Linked DNA regions of Mus musculus: all the other regions are linked to region 2. A link is a contact called in public HiChIP or PLAC-seq and Micro-C data. All regions are on one chromosome and are shown on one strand. Each heading gives the region's core, a stretch centred on a gene start, on an enhancer-like site or on the middle of the called end of the contact. The rest is flanking DNA. Distances are from core to core; before and after follow the strand shown. Region 1 overlaps Gm10863 (predicted gene 10863). Region 2 holds the start of Kcnj4 (potassium inwardly-rectifying channel, subfamily J, member 4). Region 3 holds the start of Nptxr (neuronal pentraxin receptor).

Region 1 (3,172 bases), core at 583-3,082, 310 kb after region 2:
TTTACCCCAGCCTGACCCTGACCCTGACCCTGACCCCAGCCTCCAGCCTGACCTTAAACCCAAAATGAACACTTACCAGCCTTGATCTTGGTGACAGACATGAACCCTAATCCTGAATCAAAAAAGAACACTTCCCTTGGTCATAGACTGAGCCTCGAGCCTAGCCTGAACCATCATCCTAACTCTAGATCAAATACTCACTGTCTCTGACAGAATCTATCAACTGAGCCTTTTTCCATACCCTGCACTGCCCTGATCCTGGTCCTGGACAGGACCCTTAGCCTGATCCAAGCCTGAATCTTGAGAGGACCCTTACTCTTTCCTACAATGGATTTTCCCTCCAGCTACAGACTGACCACTGACCCTAGCTATACCCTAAGCCATGATCCTAACTATTGACTAAGCCCTGATCCTGATCCTAGGCTAAGCCCTGATTAGCCACAGTCTGAGCCCTGAGTCCTCTTCCTGGCTACATATGGATTTTACCCTAACCCTCAGCAGGTTCTACCTCCAGCATCACACAAAACAGGTGTGTGATGTATCCCTCCCCCTGTGAAAGAGCTCAACTATCCCCAAGACAGCAAGCTCCTAGCTCAGGATCGTAGGGGATCTTGAACTTTCCACAGATCCACATACGGCCTTGGAACGACAGTGGGCACAGCTGTCCACACTTTACAAGTTGGAAGAGTTGGAGACTCAGAGAGCCTTGACTTGTTCTGTGTGGTTCTTGAGGCAGAGGTGGAAAAGAACTTCCCCCAAAGTCTTCCGACCAAAGACAGAGCTAGCTACGTGACGAGTGTTCACTGTGCCATGGAGATAAGCCAGCACGGGCAGGTGACTTCCTGGCTGGGGTTACAGAGAAGGCCACACGCACTGGCCCATAGCCTTGGAGGTCCCTCCAGCTCAGAGAGGTCCAAGGGCTTCACATCTCCTTCAGAGACGGTGAACTCACACAGCTGCATAAGCCCAGGCTGGAGCTTGACACCTGAGGAAAGGTGACCTCGGGAGCCACCTAGAAGCTCATGGCTCAGCCTCTCATGTTCAGGCTCCTCTCTTTCCCCTCCCCTCACATCCATCCAAGGCTCAGGCGGGAGACAAGGCCCCCAGAGCCAAACTGGCATTTAGTATTGTCATTCTGGGGGCAGTTTGGGGCTCTGTTCTAGCATGTGTTTCTGCCTCTGCCTGGGCTCAGAACTACAGCCCCAGGACGAGGGAGGACACCCTTCCATTTCCAGAAGGCCAGGCAGTCTCTCGCCCCCTAGCACTGCCCATCCCGCAGACCTCAGACACAGAGAAATGAGAGGCGAAGCCAGCTGCCCAGGCAGCACTGCCTGGCAGGGCCACATCGGAATGCAGACCCTAACCCTGGCACTAGCTCCACTCCAGCTGCCTCGGGAGGACCAGAGGATGGTGGGGGGACCTGGTGCCAGGCAGCAGAGGCTAGGGTGTCTGGGGGGGGGCGTCTGGCTGACCCCTCAAGCCCCATGCCCCCCAGGCACCCTTCCCTGGCTCCATGCAGCCCTGCCGCCCAGCTGCCAGCACATCCGCCCAGGCCCAGATATCAATCCACACATCCACACCAGAGCTCTTGCTCGGCTGGCTTTCTTTGCTGTGCTTTTCTCTCCCCAGCCAACTCACTTTCTCTCTCTCTCTCTCTCTCTCTCTCTCTCTCTCTCTCTCTTTCTCTCAACATGTCATTACAGTAGAAACAAAAAAGCGCGGGGGGACAATGCGGGCATTGACAGCGCCCCCTCCCGCCCCTCCCCCCTCAGTGCGTGCCAGCACTCTTTCCACCCGCCCAGGGCTGGAACCACTGCCAAAGGAGCCCTGCTCATAAACAAGAGGAACCAGATAAACCAGGAACACAATAGAGGGATTTGTTGCACTCAGAATGGTGGGAACAATGTCAACGTCGCGCGCAGCTGCTTCTAAGTCCCCACCCCACCAAGTCCTGCCAAGCAGCCCCTCGCCCCCAGCCCCTCTCTGATTTATGAAAGGTCAGAGGGCATCATGGCTAAAGGGCCCCTTCCTTGCATCCCTCGTTAACCCTTCGGAGACAATGGTCCCTTCTCTAAGAGGTGGCGCCTGGGGGCGGGTGTCATGCACAGCACTTCCTGGAGCATCCTGGGGCCGGCTGGTGGCAGAGTATAATACAGGGAGGCGTGGGCTCCAAGATGCCTTTGGGCCAGGCTTCATCCTTTCCCAAGTGACAGTCTTGTTGGAGGAGGTCTTCTTAGTGACCCCATGTTGGGTTGACAAGATGGCACCCGATGTTATCATCCCACTGTGCATTTGGCAGCGACAGTGGGTGCACCTCTGTACTGACTGAGTCCCTCTTCAGGAGGAGTGAGATAGAGTCCCTTAATCTGGGAGGAGATGGGTTATGCATGAGCGGAAACCCAGGGAAGGGGCCCTGGCACTGCTGCCACTGGGCAGGGAGTAGGGAGGGTGGCAGGGCAGGGTTCCAAGACAGGTGGTGCCAGAGCAGAGGTGGCAGGAGTCAGGGAACAGCAGCCAGTTCCCAGTGCCTCCCGCTTCCGGGCCTCAGGGACTGGAGAGGTCTCCACAGTTAGCAAGACAGGGGTTCTAGTAGCCACCACAGTGGCCACCGAGTGGCCACAAACAAGGCTTGTGATGTTCAGTGGGTGGTGGCACCCTGCCTTCCTCACATCCCTCACAGACAGATACCTGAGCTGAGACTCCCCTAACACCACACAGTTGACCTGTCGGCAACCCAGCCAGTTGGAACCCTTGTCCCTGACTCAATGGCTTTGGGAAGGCATCTGGAATTGAGGAAAAGAGGAGGGCTGAGAACTGCTTTCAGGCAGAGGCCCAAGCAGACTTTAGGGAAAATATCTATAAAGGCCTCTTAGCCCCCTCCATAAAGTACAGAAGGGACACCTGGTCAGTCTCTTTCTGCCTGTGCTGAGAAGAGGCCTGTTAACAATCCTGTGACACCCCTCCATCTCCTATACAGCTCACCCTCCCCACCGCCGCCACCACTGAACCCCAACCCTTTGGTAATTCTGCGATCTCTACCTTCACCACACCATAGGACAGCTGCCGTCACTTCCATTAGGCACTAAAGGCGGAGCCAGTGTAGCAAGGCGAGGAAGTGAAGTAAGGGGCAGGAAAACAGAAAGAAAAGAGACACCGTTCACAGATAGTTATA
Region 2 (3,366 bases), core at 185-2,684:
TTCCCAGCGCCCACATGTCACTTCACAGCTGCCTATAATTCTAGTTGCACGGAACCTGACAACTTCTTCTGGCTTTCACAGGCTCCTGCCCACATGTAGCACACATGCACGCACATGGGCATCTGTACATGCATGGTGCACATACGGACACACACAGGCATCTGCACACATAGACATAAATAAAAAAGGAAAGACAGATTAGTAAGATGAGAAGAAAACAGGGACTAGGGTTTGTTGACTTCCACTCCACTGGGTGGCCTTTTGCGAACTTTTGGACGTCTGTGGGTCCTCAGTTTCTCCTTTGTGAACTGAAGCCTTACTGATAGACTGTGCCACTATTAGGGTTCTTCCAAAAGAACGACCTCTGTCTCCTGAAGTGGGGGTGCTTAGGGCCCTTAGCTGCTAGAGCTTCGGGAGAGGATGCAGACCACCCAGGAGAGGGTCAGGGCCACCGGGACCCCCACAGGACTGGTTCCCACCTACCCTCCTCTGGGCTCGGAGAACCCTCCCCACCTGTCCCCAGGGGCCTCGCAAATCCGGGAGTGGATCCTCCTTGGAACGGATCCTCCAGTAGGAGTGCGGCGGGGCGAGGAGGAAAACCCGGGCAGGATCCGCGCGAGAACCGGACGGCGCAGCCTTCCCCCCCCCCCCCCCCCCGTCCCCGACCCCCGACTCCTGCTGGAGTCCTGGGTCCCGGGCGCTAGTGGCCTGCCCGCGTGGGTCAGACGCACCAGGAGGGCCGGGGTGGGGTCCGCCTGGGGCTGGCAGCCGGGGCGCGCTGCCTCCGCAGCGGGGCGCGGGTCACGTGTGAGGAGGGGCGAAAGTCTCCGAAGCGGGGCGCGTGCTGCGAGTTGGGAGTTCTCGGCGCGCCGCGGGCGGCGGGAGCTCAGGCTCCCGGGCGAGCCGGGGACGCGGCGGGGACCGGGTCCCAGACGGAGGGGGCGGCGGCGGGAGTGGGAGGGACGCAGACAGAGAAGGACACAGCCGGCCGAGGAGGCGGCGCGGGGCGAGGCTGAGCCCGGGCAGGGGCCGGAGCGCGGCGACCAGGTGCCACGGCCCCGCGGGAGGAGAGGCGGCACCGGGGCACAGCGGCGGGGACCTTGTGGCAGGCGCGAGGTGGCCACAGAGCCAGGAGACCCCAGAACTGAACAACGAGAGGGTCGTGGGGCTGTGGGTAACAGCGGGCAGTGGGGCGCCTTGGGCCCCTGGACCCCTCGACCCGAGCCCGGGCTCCACGATGCTGCCGCCCGGGCGGCGCCCAGCTCTTGACGCGGGGCAACGCTGAAAGTTACGCAGGGAGCGGCGCGGGACAGCGCGGAGACCCCGAGACCCACAGAGGCCGCCTGGGTCAGTGGCGACATCGCGGGCAGGCGGCGCCCGCGTCCCAAGCCCGGCGCCCCGGACTCCGCCCGCCGGACTGCGCCGGGGGATGTAGCGGACACTCGCCGCCCAGACCCTCCTCGGACCTTACGCCCCGGGGTAAGCTCGGGCTCGTCCATCGCGAGTACTCTTCGTCCGTCTGTCCGTCCCAATGTCTGTCTAGCTCAGAGAGTTGTTTGTCCTGCCGCTCTGGCCATACCCGTCCTGCACTTATCCATCAGACCCGATTCCTGAAGGGTCCCAGTGTGGACCTGTGACTTCCCCCAAGCTGGCGCGCTCCGTTTATTTGGCCATCAGAGCGTCTCCTGTGGGTTGTGGCTGGCAATAGAAGGGAGATGGATGACAGAGATTTGACCTCCTGCCCTGGCGACGGCCCTTCTCTGCCCCCGCCCACCTCCATGCCAGGAGCTGCGAGGCAGGTGACTTGCAGCAAGGTGGGAAGGGGGCGTCTCAGCTTCCCACCACCCACCTGCAGTCTCCGTGAATGGTTCGGAGTATGACAGAAATCTCCCTTCTGCTGTGTTAAGCACCTGCCTTGTGCCAGATAACCCCAGGGTAGGTGAGCCGGTAGTAGCTGAAGGAATGAGGTAACAGTAAATGGAGCATTTCGGGGATTAGAGTGGTGGAAACTAAGGCTGTAGAGAGAGGGGCAAAGATGCTTTTTCTTCTGCAAAGGGGAAACAGCAAAGAGTCATGCCGTGGGCTCTAAGCAAGGAGAACTTCACCACCACCTGCAGAATGCCCACTAACCAGGTCAGCCTACTACTGCCCCCCCCTCCCCCACAAACTATGCAAGGGGACTCAGACTTCAGGGCAGGGAGCTGTAGACCAGCTTGGCAGGCAGCAGTGCCCTCTAGGCACCACACAGGGTGGCTGGGCTGCCCTAACAGGGAGGGCCTCAAGAGGGGGAGAGCTCCAAGTAGTAGGCTGAAGGACCTAGGGACCAGACGAGGTGTCTAGCCCTGGACAGAGAAGGGCTGGATCCAGGGATCCAATATTCACTCCACCCCCACTCCCATCCATCCCTGCACCTTGCAGGACTGCTAGGAGTCCAGAGCCATGTGTAGCCTTGACTTGGCTTCTGAGGGGAGCAAGTGGAGAAACAGGACAGTTAGGGCAAGTGGAGCGGGAGGACTGAGCCTGGAACATTCTGCTCTGCCCTCCTATGGAAGAAGGGTCTCTTTCTGAAGTTTTCCATACTGGGCATCAAGGCTCGTATATCCCTTGGTCCAGGCTTCAGAAATGAGACCAGCTAGTTGAGACACTGGGCAAGTTATGCTCCTTGAGCCTCTGCCAGCACATCTGTGGAATGGGGACACCAGACCTGCCCCACTGACCTCCAATGCAGGGCCTTTGAGCTCTGTGAGCAGAAGACTCTTGGTAGGCTGAAGAGAGGGGTGGGCAGATGGGGGTGGGGGTAAGAACTCAGTTTACTTTGAGGGAAAATAAGTAGTTACCAGTGGCAAGAATATGGCTGGAAATGCAGACTGACAGTAATGGAGGTGTCTAGGCATAAGTGGGGGGACCTGGGACTTGGGCGCTGTACCTAATGTTACGCTTAAAGAAACATCTTCCTAGGGGAAAAAAAATAGAGGTGACTGGCCAGACAGAAATGTCCGCGGGCTCCCACTGGGGTGACCTTGGGCAGTTAGCTTGACTTCTCTGAGTCACAGTTTGTACCAGTGGAGAATGGGACTTCATGTCATTGTCACTGGCTTGCATACAGTGTCAGGGCCCTGGGAAAAGCTTGCAGAGCCAAACCATGCAGGTTCTAAAGAGACATTTGTGGATCGGAGGACAAAGTCACTCTAGGATGCTGTGGGAAGATTTTGGGGCTTAGGATGAGAGGGAGGGGGAGGAGGAACTGTGTGGGCTTACACAGGGCGGGCTGGTTCTTAATGTGGATCTGGGGGAGGCGGGGGCGAGTGCTGAGGGGGGTGTGAGGAGGAGGGGGCCCCCTCTGCGGGGACCACTGAGTCACGAGGA
Region 3 (3,594 bases), core at 968-3,467, 300 kb before region 2:
CAAAAACAAACCAGCAAGTCAGCAGGTTTCACAGATGCTGGAGAAAAGTCAAGAATCTCCCCTCTGGGGACGGGGGTGGGGATAGAAGTGGTGGTGGGGGACAAGGGGGATGGGAGTGGGGAGGCAGAGAGAGACTTTATTCACATCAAAACAGGCAGCATTTACTGCATGTAGACAATAGCCCCCAGTGCCTTCATGGAATTATATAGGAACTTAGACACACACTGTAGGTCTGCAGTACAGCCAATACACCGTGAGCTGAGACAGCCTCGGTCTTCTTTTGATGGTCTATCAGCTGACCCACCCCACTGTGGTCCCAGAGATGTGAACTGTACTCTGATCAGCAAGCAAACCTGTTCTCTCCTCAGAGGACAATACAATGTTTTCCAAAGTTGTTACCATGTAGATATCCCTGTAAAGATAGTTGCCAACAGGAGATGGGGTGCCGGCCGCAGGTGTTTAAGCAGGGTGTGTGTGACTTATTAATACCATTGGCTTAATAGTCATGCCAAGCAATTAATAGACTAGTTTAAACAAGATCCACCTCCAGCCCCTGCACTTGTCCACTCAGCTGCCTCGGAACTCCCAGGGTGGCTGACGACACTCAAATTACCTTTGACTGTTCTGCTACTGGGAGTGACTTCCTCTTGGCCTCTCCTGGCATTCCTGGCCCTTGAAGAACATTTTCCATCGGGATTTTTGTCTGCGTGTCTGTCTTCATGGACATACTAGAATCAGCTGGGGTGCTGATATCGTCTCTACCCCTAAGGCTGTAGGGGGCCCAATGCCTGTCATTGCCTCCAAAGATCTGAGGCTAGATCTCCAGTTGTGGATGCTTCCTCTGAGCCGTGCTGCCTGGGCTGGGGTCTCAGGTTATTAATTGTCATCAACGCAGCTCTGGGTGCTCATGATGAGCAGAGCCCGCATTGTGCCTCTCACTAGCATATCTGGACAACAATCCCTGACTCTAGGGTGTGGGTGAGCAGAGGTGACATAACCCCCAGCCTGGAAAATGAAGGGAGTCAGAACGGATGCTCATGGACCTCCAATGGGGTGCCAGTGACCAGGCAAGGTCCCCCAGGATTCTGGAGGTTGCTGCCTCCTCAGAAAGGTCCTGGTCCCCAGTCATGTCCACGTTGGTAGCTGTGGGGAGTCAGAGACTTTTGAGATGGTCAAGACTTGGCTCAGGACTTAGTGAGCCATTACCAGGCTGCAGCGTGAACCTTCATGGCCTCCAGGGGTTCTTCCAGCTCAGGAATCCATCCCAGGCAGAGACAGCCTGCAGAACAGCAGGGCTGAAGCCGGACTGGAAAGGGTGGGAAGATTTTTAACGTTTTTCATTGCAAAGTTAATTTTCAACAGAATATATATAGAGGCATTTTAGGCACGATAAAGTAAAACCTACACACATAGCCCACTCCTGCCTGGTCTTGGCGCCCACCAGCTTGCATCCCACCTGCCATTCTGACAGAGGCTGCAGCGAGCTAGGGGATTATCCTCTGGCAACTTTGATGCTTGCAGACCTAAGGGCTCAGATGGGGTGCTTGGAGCAGAGCGAACCTGCTCTTCTGGAAAGAGGAGGTAGCAGGTGACACTCAGGTGACCACAGCAGAAACAGATTAGGCCTCCTCACCCTCGACTGCTGTCTCTTTGATCGCTAGCTTTCACCTTAGTAGTCCTGTCCAGGCAGATGTGGCTCACCTCAATGCTGCTTCAAATGCATTCTAGCTGTGACCTTGGGCTGCCACTTGGCCTCAGTTTCAGAGGGTCTCAGTTTCCTCTTTGTTATCAGGAGCATGTTCAGGCTGAGGCTTAACTACAACGGAGCCGGCATCACGCTGAGCCCAGGGCCCTCAGTTTCCTCATTTGTATCTTGAACGTGTTCAGACTGGTGTTAACTGCAACCGAGGCTGCAGCGTGCTGAGGCCAGAGCCCCGCAGGGACACAGCTATGGGCATTCCGGGGGGCGGGAGGACCCGGAGAGGACCAGAGGCCAGGACGCAGGGTCGCCTTAGAACCCAGCCGCCACGTAGCCATCCAGTCACCTCCTTCTGAGTGAGATGAAGCCCTGGGCGTGGCGCACGCAGTCGGGCTCCCGGCACGGAACGGGTGCGGGGCTGGGCTTCGGCCGGCCCCGGGGGAGCGAGTGGGGCGGGGCCGCCGCGCCCGCCTTCTCCTCCTCCTCCCGCCGCGCGGGCTCAGAGCGGCGGCAGTAGCGGCCGCGGCGACAGCTCCGGCTCCCACTCCGGCTCCCGTTCCGGCTCCCGCGCTCCCGGGCCCTGCGCCCCGACCCCCGCCGCCGCGCCTGCCGGGGGCCTCGCGCGCCCCCTCCGCGCCTCACGCTGAAGTTCCTGGCCGTGCTGCTGGCCGCGGGCATGCTGGCGTTCCTCGGTGCCGTCATCTGCATCATCGCCAGCGTGCCCCTGGCGGCCAGCCCCGCTCGCGCGCTGCCCGGCGGCACCGACAACGCCTCGGCCGCCTCGGCCGCCGGTGGCTCGGGTCCGCAGCGCAGCCTGAGCGCCCTGCACAGCGCAGGCGGCTCGGCCGGGCCCTCGGTGTTGCCCGGGGAGCCCGCGGCCAGCGTCTTCCCGCCGCCGCCCGTGCCGCTGCTCAGTCGCTTCCTCTGTACGCCGCTGGCCGCCGCCTGCCCGTCGGGGGCCGAGCAGGGGGACGCGGCAGGCGAGCGCGCAGAGCTGTTGCTGCTGCAGAGCACCGCGGAGCAGCTGCGCCAGACGGCGCTGCAGCAGGAGGCGCGCATCCGCGCAGACCGGGACACCATCCGCGAGCTCACCGGCAAGCTGGGCCGCTGTGAGAGCGGCCTGCCGCGCGGCCTCCAGGACGCCGGGCCCCGCCGCGACACCATGGCCGACGGCGCCTGGGACTCACCTGCGCTGCTGCTGGAGCTGGAGGACGCGGTGCGCGCGCTGCGAGACCGCATCGAGCGCATCGAGGTGAGTGGTGCGCCGTCGGGGGACACGGGGTGGAGGGGCCCTGCTCAGCCTGCGGCGCGGGGGTCCCGGGTCCCTGGAGCTGCGGTCGGGTCACCTGAAGCATGCCCCTGGCAGGCACCATGGAAGTGTTCTGGTCCGAATCGCCGGTGGGAACCTGGCACGGTGATCGGGGCACGAGAATGGGAGAACGGCGTCCACTTGTAGTGAAAATTGATTGAGATGCAGGTGTGGGGATGTTTGGCACATGGTCTCCTTAGATGCTCTCCTCGGGAACCTAGAGCAGCTCCCACCCCGTACTCACTACCTTTAGGAGTACCGTTAGCTGTCTTGGCAAGCCCAAGAGTGCCTCATTAGCACCAACCTGCACGCCTGCATCACCTCTCATCCCCGGGCCACGCCCAGCTTTATGTACCTGAAGCTCTGAACTCTTGGGGTAAATCAGCGGATGACTCCTCAATAGGGGTGTACTTAGCTCCCTCCGCCTCCTTTTCCAGGTCAGATACAAGGAGTCCCCGGGGAGTAGGGACCCTTCTCGGGTTTGTGTGTGATGCTAAGGCATTGACTGATTATGCCTATGGTCCCTTTCCTCTCTGTTACAAATTCCCAGTCTGGGGACAAATAGATAAGATAGATTGAGCAGGAC

Evidence for each region. Hi-C and Micro-C count contacts between places; a contact is called where the count stands out from the background. HiChIP or PLAC-seq counts read pairs in DNA pulled down with a chosen protein or histone mark.
Region 1: a contact with region 2 is called in an H3K4me3 HiChIP or PLAC-seq map of stem cell-derived neural progenitor cells, with 18 read pairs. The contact joins the enhancer-like site here to the promoter of Kcnj4 in region 2. A contact is called at or near these places in 1 of 39 promoter capture datasets (the C10 cell line), 1 of 484 Hi-C or Micro-C datasets (bone marrow-derived macrophages), 7 of 115 datasets of contacts at active chromatin or transcription factors (acute myeloid leukemia, bone marrow-derived macrophages, embryonic basal ganglia and 4 more) and 1 of 9 other capture datasets (liver).
Region 3: a contact with region 2 is called in a Micro-C map of embryonic stem cells, with 1.6 times the contacts expected there. The contact joins the promoter of Nptxr here to the promoter of Kcnj4 in region 2. A contact is called at or near these places in 4 of 39 promoter capture datasets (fetal liver, hematopoietic stem and progenitor cells, liver and 1 more) and 4 of 484 Hi-C or Micro-C datasets (the AML12 cell line, the G1E-ER4 cell line and embryonic stem cells).

Annotation. Positions count from the first base shown.
Region 1 is chr15:79,191,896-79,195,067 of GRCm38.p6, reverse strand. The region is part of intron 2 of Gm10863 (predicted gene 10863); the gene reads right to left. Among named protein-coding and RNA genes, the nearest start is that of Gm10863, 27 kb to the right of the region's middle. RefSeq lists an enhancer at 1,424-2,243. Within about 2 kb of position 1,832, at least 103 of the 459 cell types and tissues checked have an H3K27ac peak or open chromatin away from gene starts, as enhancers often do. A contact at or near this core is called in embryonic basal ganglia and stem cell-derived neural progenitor cells, where this site is marked.
Region 2 is chr15:79,503,309-79,506,674 of GRCm38.p6, reverse strand. It overlaps Kcnj4 (potassium inwardly-rectifying channel, subfamily J, member 4), which reads left to right and starts at 1,434. Exons shown (of 2, transcript NM_008427.5): 1 at 1,434-1,479.
Region 3 is chr15:79,803,332-79,806,925 of GRCm38.p6, reverse strand. It overlaps Nptxr (neuronal pentraxin receptor), which reads left to right and starts at 2,217. Exons shown (of 5, transcript NM_030689.4): 1 at 2,217-2,951. The coding sequence starts at 2,343. All of the region lies in intron 5 of Npcd (neuronal pentraxin chromo domain), which reads left to right.